Linked DNA regions of Mus musculus: region 2 is linked to region 1. A link is a contact called in public promoter capture Hi-C data. All regions are on one chromosome and are shown on one strand. The core of a region is the stretch at or near the end of the contact, and the rest is flanking DNA. Distances in the headings are between cores, read along the strand shown.

What was found. Capture Hi-C pulls out chosen DNA fragments and counts their contacts.
Region 2: a promoter capture Hi-C map of adipose tissue shows a contact between it and region 1. A contact is called at or near these places in 4 of 39 promoter capture datasets (embryonic stem cells, hematopoietic stem and progenitor cells, liver and 1 more), 4 of 130 datasets of targeted methods (the SCID.adh cell line and embryonic stem cells) and 3 of 9 other capture datasets (adipose tissue, liver and pancreatic islet).

The regions. Positions count from the first base shown.
Region 1 is chr19:8,796,497-8,800,210 of GRCm38.p6, reverse strand. Polr2g (polymerase (RNA) II (DNA directed) polypeptide G) reads left to right here and starts at 1,654. Exons shown (of 8, transcript NM_026329.2): 1 at 1,654-1,752; 2 at 1,878-1,987; 3 at 2,816-2,975. The coding sequence starts at 1,741.
Region 2 is chr19:8,848,942-8,852,655 of GRCm38.p6, reverse strand. Lrrn4cl (LRRN4 C-terminal like) reads right to left here and starts at 1,888. Exons shown (of 2, transcript NM_001013019.3): 1 at 1,544-1,888; 2 at 1-1,001. The coding sequence starts at 996. The coding sequence ends at 277.

The DNA.
Region 1 (3,714 bases), core at 405-2,904:
TTGGTGCATTTCTCCCTATGGAGTCCTGACAAATTCAACTCAACTGTGCAATGGAAGGCAGGCCAATACATGCCAGTTTTTAGCAAAGAATCCTTTATCACGTGTCCTTTCATGTGCTTGCTTTAGCAGTACATCTCTCTCCTGTGTCTGCTTCAACTAAATGTTCCTTCATGAGTCTGCCTTACTCTTTCACCTGTGTCCACTTCAGGAAAACACTCCTTCACGTGTTAGCTCCAGCAAAATACCTTCCAACACAACTGACAAACCTTAAGCTTCCACTTTACCCAGGACTTCAAAAGAAAAGGCAAGAGAATTGTTAAAAGTTCAAGGCAAGCTTCCTCTACAAAACAAATTCCAGGCCGTCCATGGCTACATAATAAAACCCTGTCCCTCAAATAGAAAAGAAAGTAAGCCTAGTGCATGCCTGCAGACATAATCTTTTTGTTTGTTTGCTGTCTTTTTGGGGTTTTTTTGTTTTGTTTTGTTTTTTAAGACAGCCTTGTTTATGTGCCCCTGGCTGTCCTGGAACTCACTCTGTAGACCAGGCTGGCCTCAAACTCAGAAATTCACTTGTCTCTGCCTTCCAAGTGCTGGGATTAAAGGCGTGCGCCATCATGCCCAGCTAAGTGATTTCTTTTTAATTATGTGTACTTAATAATGTATGCTACCTATGTGTGAGTATGAGCCTATGAGTACTGGTACCTTCTGAGGCTACGAGAAGATTTCAGGTCCCCTTAGAGCTGGAGTTGTGAAATGCTAGTGTTAGTAACTGAACTCAGGTCCTCTTTGAGAGCTTTATTTTTATTTACATGTAAAAAAAAAAAAAACCGTTATTCTTATTTTATATGTGTGAGTGTTCTGGCTACAGCTATGTCTGTTCACCACAAGGGTGCTGTGTTCATGGAGGCCAGAGGGCACTGGATCCCCTGGGATTGAAGTATAGATAGAGAGTTGAGTCAGCATGCTTGTGCTGGGAATCAAACCTGGATCCTTTGGAAGAACAATCATATCCCCAGCTGCCTAGCCTTTCTTTTTATTTTACAAGCATGGGTGTTCTGCCTGTATGTGTGTTTGGGTACCACTCACATGCAGTGCTGAAGGAAGCCAGAAGAGGATGTCAGCTCTCCCTGAGCTGGAGTTACAAAGAAGAGTGTGAGCTACCCTGTGGGTGCTGGGAATTAAATCCTGGACCTCTGCAAGAGGAGCAAGTGCTCTTAAGGACTGAGCTATTTCTTCAGCCCCCAAATTAAATAATAATAATTTTTTGGTTTTTTTTAAATATGTGTAAATGTTTTACAGGGTTGTATACACAGCCCAGGTTACCCTGGAACTCACTTTGTAGCTGTGGCTTAGCCTTAAGTTTAGAGATCTGTTTGCCACGGCTGGGTTTAAGGGCATGTGGTAAAAGTCAGACCTAAAATAACTCACATTTTTTGGTTGGTTTTGGTTTTGGTTTTGGTTTTGGTTTTGGTTTTGGTTTTAGTTTTGGCTTTGGTTCTTCGAGGCCGGGTTTTTCTCTGTAATCCCGGCTGTCCTAGAATTTGCTTTAAGTAGGAGGGGAGTATGAACGGTGGTGGGCAGGCCTGAGGGGCGGGGCTTCATGTATCCCCGCCCATGACGTTAAGACTCAATCAGCGCTGCGGAAGCGACCGCAGAGAAGTGGTGGGACTTCTGCAAGTGCTTCCGGAGAGGTCTCTGCGTGGGAAGTTCTGGGCGCTGCGGGCCAAGCTTCTGCAGAAGATGTTTTATCACGTGAGCTGGATGCGGGGTAACTGTGAGGGGCAGTCACAGGAGGATCCTGGAGGCCCGGAAGGGCCGACAGGTCGCCTCCTGTCCTCAATGTGGCTGGCTGAGTCTCCATCTTCCTTTCTCTGCAGATTTCCCTGGAGCACGAGATCCTCCTGCACCCACGATACTTCGGTCCAAACTTGCTCAACACGGTGAAGCAGAAGCTGTTTACCGAGGTGGAGGGGACCTGCACTGGGAAGTGAGTTTCTGCTTCACAGAGAGGTCTGCTGAATGCACGCACAATGGCGCTAGTCTCTAACCTCTTCTTAACTCCTTCTGTCAGGGCTTGTCGCTTACTCTGAGGAACCCTTTCACCCCTCCAGGCACCTGAAGCAGCCAGTTTTTGCCTGTTTTAGACACTCTGAAAAGCTACTAAAGAAAATTTTCTTCCCTTATGTGAGATAAGACCGTTATTATGCAAATGTTTTTGAGTTTTGAGATGGCCTCACTATGTGGACCAAGCTGGGCTCTAATTCAGAGATCTGCCTGCCACTGAGTGCTGACATTAAAGGCTTTCATCACAATTCTCTGACTCGTTTGTGGTTTTTGAAAGACCTGTCTCAGCTTTGACCCTGGCAAGTCCTCCTGCCTTAGCCTACATGGTACTGAGAGAATAGGTGTATGTCAGCATATCTAGGCCTTCTTGGGCATTTACTGTACCATCATGAGAGCATCATTTAATATTTCATGTGCTAAGCTGGTCGGGGGTGGCGCATGCCTTTAATTCCAGCACTTGGGAGGCAGAGGCAGGTGGATTTCTGAGTTCAAGGCCAGCCTGGTCTAAAGAGTGAGTTCCAGGACAGCCAGCGCTACACAGAGAAACTCTGTCTCGAAAAAACATATATATGTGTGTGTGTGTGTGTGTGTGTGTGTATATATATATATATATATTTAGGTGCTAATCTGTGTCCTGTCTCTTCTTGATCAATGAACCATCTGAACAGAGGTTCTTTCACACAGAGACTCTTATTGCTGGTGGCTTTTCAGAGGCTCTTCACATAGCTGTCTTCTTTCATTTTTCATGCAGATATGGCTTTGTAATTGCTGTCACCACCATCGACAATATTGGTGCTGGTGTGATCCAGCCAGGCCGAGGTTTTGTTCTTTATCCAGTGAAATACAAAGCTATTGTTTTCCGGCCCTTTAAAGGTGAAGTGGTGGATGCTGTGGTCACTCAGGTCAACAAGGTAAGAGTATTATTCATAGAAAGGTTATGGGGTATTTCCTAAGGTGAGGGTTCAGTCCCTAGTCCACTTACTAGTTGCCTTAAGTCTTTTGTTGTTGTTAAGATTCATTTTATCTTAGTTTTTTGGTTTTTCTTTTCTGGTTTTAGGGTTTTCTTTTTTCTTTTCTTTTCTTTTCTTTTCTTTTTTTTTTTTTTTTTTTTTTTTTTTTGAGACAGGGTTTCTCTGTGTAGCCCTGGCTCTCCTGGAACTCACTCTGTAGACCAGGCTGGCCTCGAACTCAGAAATCCACCTGCCTCTGCCTCTCAAGTTAAAGGCATGTGCCACCACTACCCAGCAGGTTTTTTGTTTGTTTGTTTGGTTGGTTGGTTGGTTGGTTTGATTTTTTGTTTGTTTGTTTGTTTTTGTTTTTAGAGACAGGGTTTCTCTGTGTAGTCCTGGCTGTCAGTTTTGTACTTTTGTTTTTGAGGCAGGGATTCACTGTGTAGCCCTGGCTGTCCTGGAACTTACCCCATAGACCAAACTAGCCTTAAACTCAGACATCCACTTACCTCTGCCTCCTGAGTGCTGGGATTAAAGACACGAGCCACCACCACCCAGCAATTTATTTTAATTTTAACTATGTGTACTTGTATGTTATCTGGGGTGAGTGCAAGCCCATGAGTGCTGGTACCTTCTGAAGCTTCAAGAGGGTTTCAGGTCCCCTCCTACCTGGAGTTGTGAGACCCTGGATATGGATGCT
Region 2 (3,714 bases), core at 639-3,138, 52 kb before region 1:
TATAATGTCTGTAATTTTACCCCTTCAAACCCATAAAGCTTAAATCATTTTCATCAGACCTCCAAGGAATAATTGCTACTTTTTCTAACCCCCAACAGGGAAGGAACATAGTGACCAGTTAGGGACTAACCAAGCCCTCAGTGCTGAGGCTAATTGCCTGGGCTTCCGCTCTGGCTTGGCTGTGCCTCTGGTTGCCAGGTGGCAACAAGCCCCACACTCCTCCTGGGAGTGGGTTGGGCTCTCCAGATGAGTTGTTTGTAGTCGAGGGGACTCCTGTCAGAGAGCTTCTGACGCTTGGGCCATACCTTGACGTCGGGGGCAACCCCATCGCTCACGAAGGCAGAAATGCCAAACCAGGGCTGCACAGCTCAGCAGAGCTAAGGCTGTGCCCACTCCCACGGCTGCATAGACCAGGGTAACAGGCTTAGGCGGCATGATAAACTTGCGACAGGGCCCAAAGGAAGGGCCAGTCCAGTTCTCAGGACCCTCGACTTCTGCCCCAGGAACATTGCTCTCACCTGCGTCATTAGCAGCCACCACGCAAAGGACATAAGCAACCCCAGGCTTTAGTCCCTTCAGCTCTGCTCTTCGAACTGTAGCATTGAGAGGGGCACTCTTCTGTGGAGCCCCGTTGCTTTCCCAAAGCAGAAGCCAGTAGTGGCTGACTGGAGAGAAGGGAGCACACCAGTGAACCACTGCGTAGCCTTCTTCAGCCATTATTTGCACTTCTCCCAGGCGAGGAGGCTCTGGCTGTTGATCTTCCCTGGAGAGCCCTGGGCACAGGCAGGCTACTGGCCCAACCTTCTGCAGCTCCTGGCAGGACACCTGCAGGTGGCGGCAACGGTCATAGTCGCAACGGACAGCTAAGGAAGGTGTAGCTACTGTCACATCATCCTCTTCCCCTTCCTGGTAGTCTTCCAGGGTCAAGATCTGAGGTTGGGAAACCAAGGAGGTGGTCATGGCTGCCAGCCACAGAAGGGAAAGAGAGCCCAACATGGAGTCTGGAAGAGAAAGAGTGAATGGGTAAATGCTGTCAGCCCTGTCTTCCAGGGCTATGTGAAGTATGTGAAAAGTACACTATGTGAAAAGTACAACATAGAATCAAGACCGAAAGAGGTGGGCTGAGACATACAGTCATTGTCAACTGGCTTTTCAGAAGCCAGTGTTCTGGATTTTTGGCTGGTCTAAGGCTGCCCTTCAACTCTGTCTACACCTCCAAATCATTAGAATTATTAACATCACAAATGACTGCTTTGTTTGGGATAAAAATAATGAAATACGGCCCCACAGGAGAGAGAGATGTTTGGGAAGCACCGTGCAAAGTGCTAGAAGCAGGCATCTAATGGATAAACAAAAGTGCTGGGGAAAGAGGTAGAGGAAAGGATTTATTCAGTTTGGGGAAGAAAGGTGGACTGAGTCCACAGCCATCCTGAGAAATAACCAATCTAGAGCAATGCTTAGTAAGATTTACAAAAATCCAGAGAGAAGGCAGGAGATGAAGGAAGAAAGGGCGGCGGTGGGCACTGGAGTCCTCCCTCCCTACCTGCATTTGTACAAATCCCGCTCAGGCAATTCAGACTTCTCTCTGTGCACCCTCTTCCCGGGACCCACAGTAGCCCCTCACCAGTGGGTAGGCCTCGTCACAGTGAGGGTTTGCCCCCAGATATCCGTGGCTATCAGGCGGAGAGGCCACTGTCAGGTTGTATCTTCAATTCTATTTTGGTTGAGAACTTTTATACTCCTCAACTCTGATGTCATCACCTAGCCCCTGTGTGCCAAGAAGAGGGCTGGTTCCCTCAGAGGGACTGAGTCACGGGGCCAGGGAGAGGGGAAGCCACATGCAGCGGTTTCAGCTGGAGGCCAGGATGCCTGGGTTCTGACAGAGGAATGAAATGTGGAAAGCAGCCAGGAACTGAGAATCCAAAGGCTGCAGTCATGTGAAAGGATGGGGAGAGGAGTATTATCGGAGGAGGGAGGGAGGGAGGGCACCTGGCTGGTATCAGACAGGAAAACATCTGTGGATGGCTTGGGGCCTAAATTACAAAAAGCTGTTTTGGTAAAAATCCTTCCGCGTTCATGGCAGTCATTTCCTGTCTTCTGCCTCCCAATGGACAGAAAAGGGAGGGGTGTAAAGTCCAGAGTGATGCTCTCCGGGCACGCCCTCCTCTGACCCCCTCCCCTGAGGGAGATGAGAATCACATGCTAGAGCAGGATGCCTCTTACTGGCCAGGACAGGGTTTCTTCCCCAGGTTATGGACGGAAAGAGCTACATTGAGTGTGGTGGTGCATGCCTGAATTTCTTAGCACTAGGGAGGCTGAGGACGATCACTAGGAAACAGCCTGCGTAACATAGTGAGACCCTACCTCAGAAAATAAGCCAAAGCCATAACGCTTGTAATTCAGTACTTGGGATCTGTGGCAGAAGAGTTGCTAAAGGTTTGAGGCCAGCCTCTAAGAATGTTTAAAACTTAATAATAAAAAAGGAAGAAAACAGCCTGGCGTGATGGCTCATGCCTTTAATCCCAGTACTCGGGAGGCAGAGGCAGGCGGATTTCTGAGTTCGAGGCCAGCCTGGTCTACAAAGTGAGTTTCAGGACAGCCAAGGCTACACAGAGAAACCCTATCTTCAAAACAAAACAAAACAAAACAAAAGCAGTACAGGGCTAGAGAGATGGCTTAGTAGTTAAGAGTATTGGCCAGGGGGCTGGTGAGATGGCTCAGTGGGTAAGAGCACCCGACTGCTCTTCCGAAGGTCCAGAGTTCGAATCCCAGCAACCACATGGTGGCTCACAGCCATCCGTAACAAGATCTGACTCCCTCTTCTGGTGTGTCTGAAGACAGCTACAGTGTACTTACATATAATAATAAAATTTAAAAAAAATGGCCCCGTGGGCTTATATATTTAAAAAAAAAAAAAAAAAGAGTATTGGCCAGTCTTCCAATTTCAAATCTTAGCACTAGATGGTGGCTGTGTGGGCTGGTCTTATGTCAAGTTGACACACAAACTAGTCATCTAAAAGGGAGAAATCTTGAGACAAGCTCCACAACATCTGGCTGTAAGGTATTTTCTTAACTAGAGATTGGTGGTGGAGGGCCCAGCCCATCATGGATGGGGGCATCCCTGGGCTGGTCATCTTTGGTTCTATAAGAAAGCAGGCTGAGCAAGCTAAGTGGAACAGCACCCCTCCATGGGCTCTGCATCAGCTCCTGCCCCCAGGTTGCTGACCTAATTTCCTTTGATGAACAGCAATATGGAAGTGTAAGCCAAATAAACCCTTTTCTCCCCAACTTGCTTTTTGGTTGTGGTGTTTTATCACAGCAATAGAACCCTAAGACAGTGGCTTATTCACAGCCATGTATCTGCAGTTCTGGGAGATTAAATGCCCCCTTCCAGCCTCCAGTGGTACCCAAACTCACATGCACAGAATAAAAAATAAAACACTTAAAATGGGAACACACTGGGGGGCTAAAGAGATGTCTGAGTAGTTAAGAGTGCTTGCTGGCTGTTCTCAGAGAGTACAGTTCAGATCCCAGCACTCATGTGGGGAGGCTCACAGACACCTGTAACTCCAGCTCCAGGGGATCTGACATCCTCTTCTACCTCTCTCTTAGCAACCCACATGTCCATACATCCAGAGAAGCAGCACACATACACAGATATAAAAACAAATAATAAAAAACTGATACCCAGGGCTGGAATGATGGCCCAGTGGT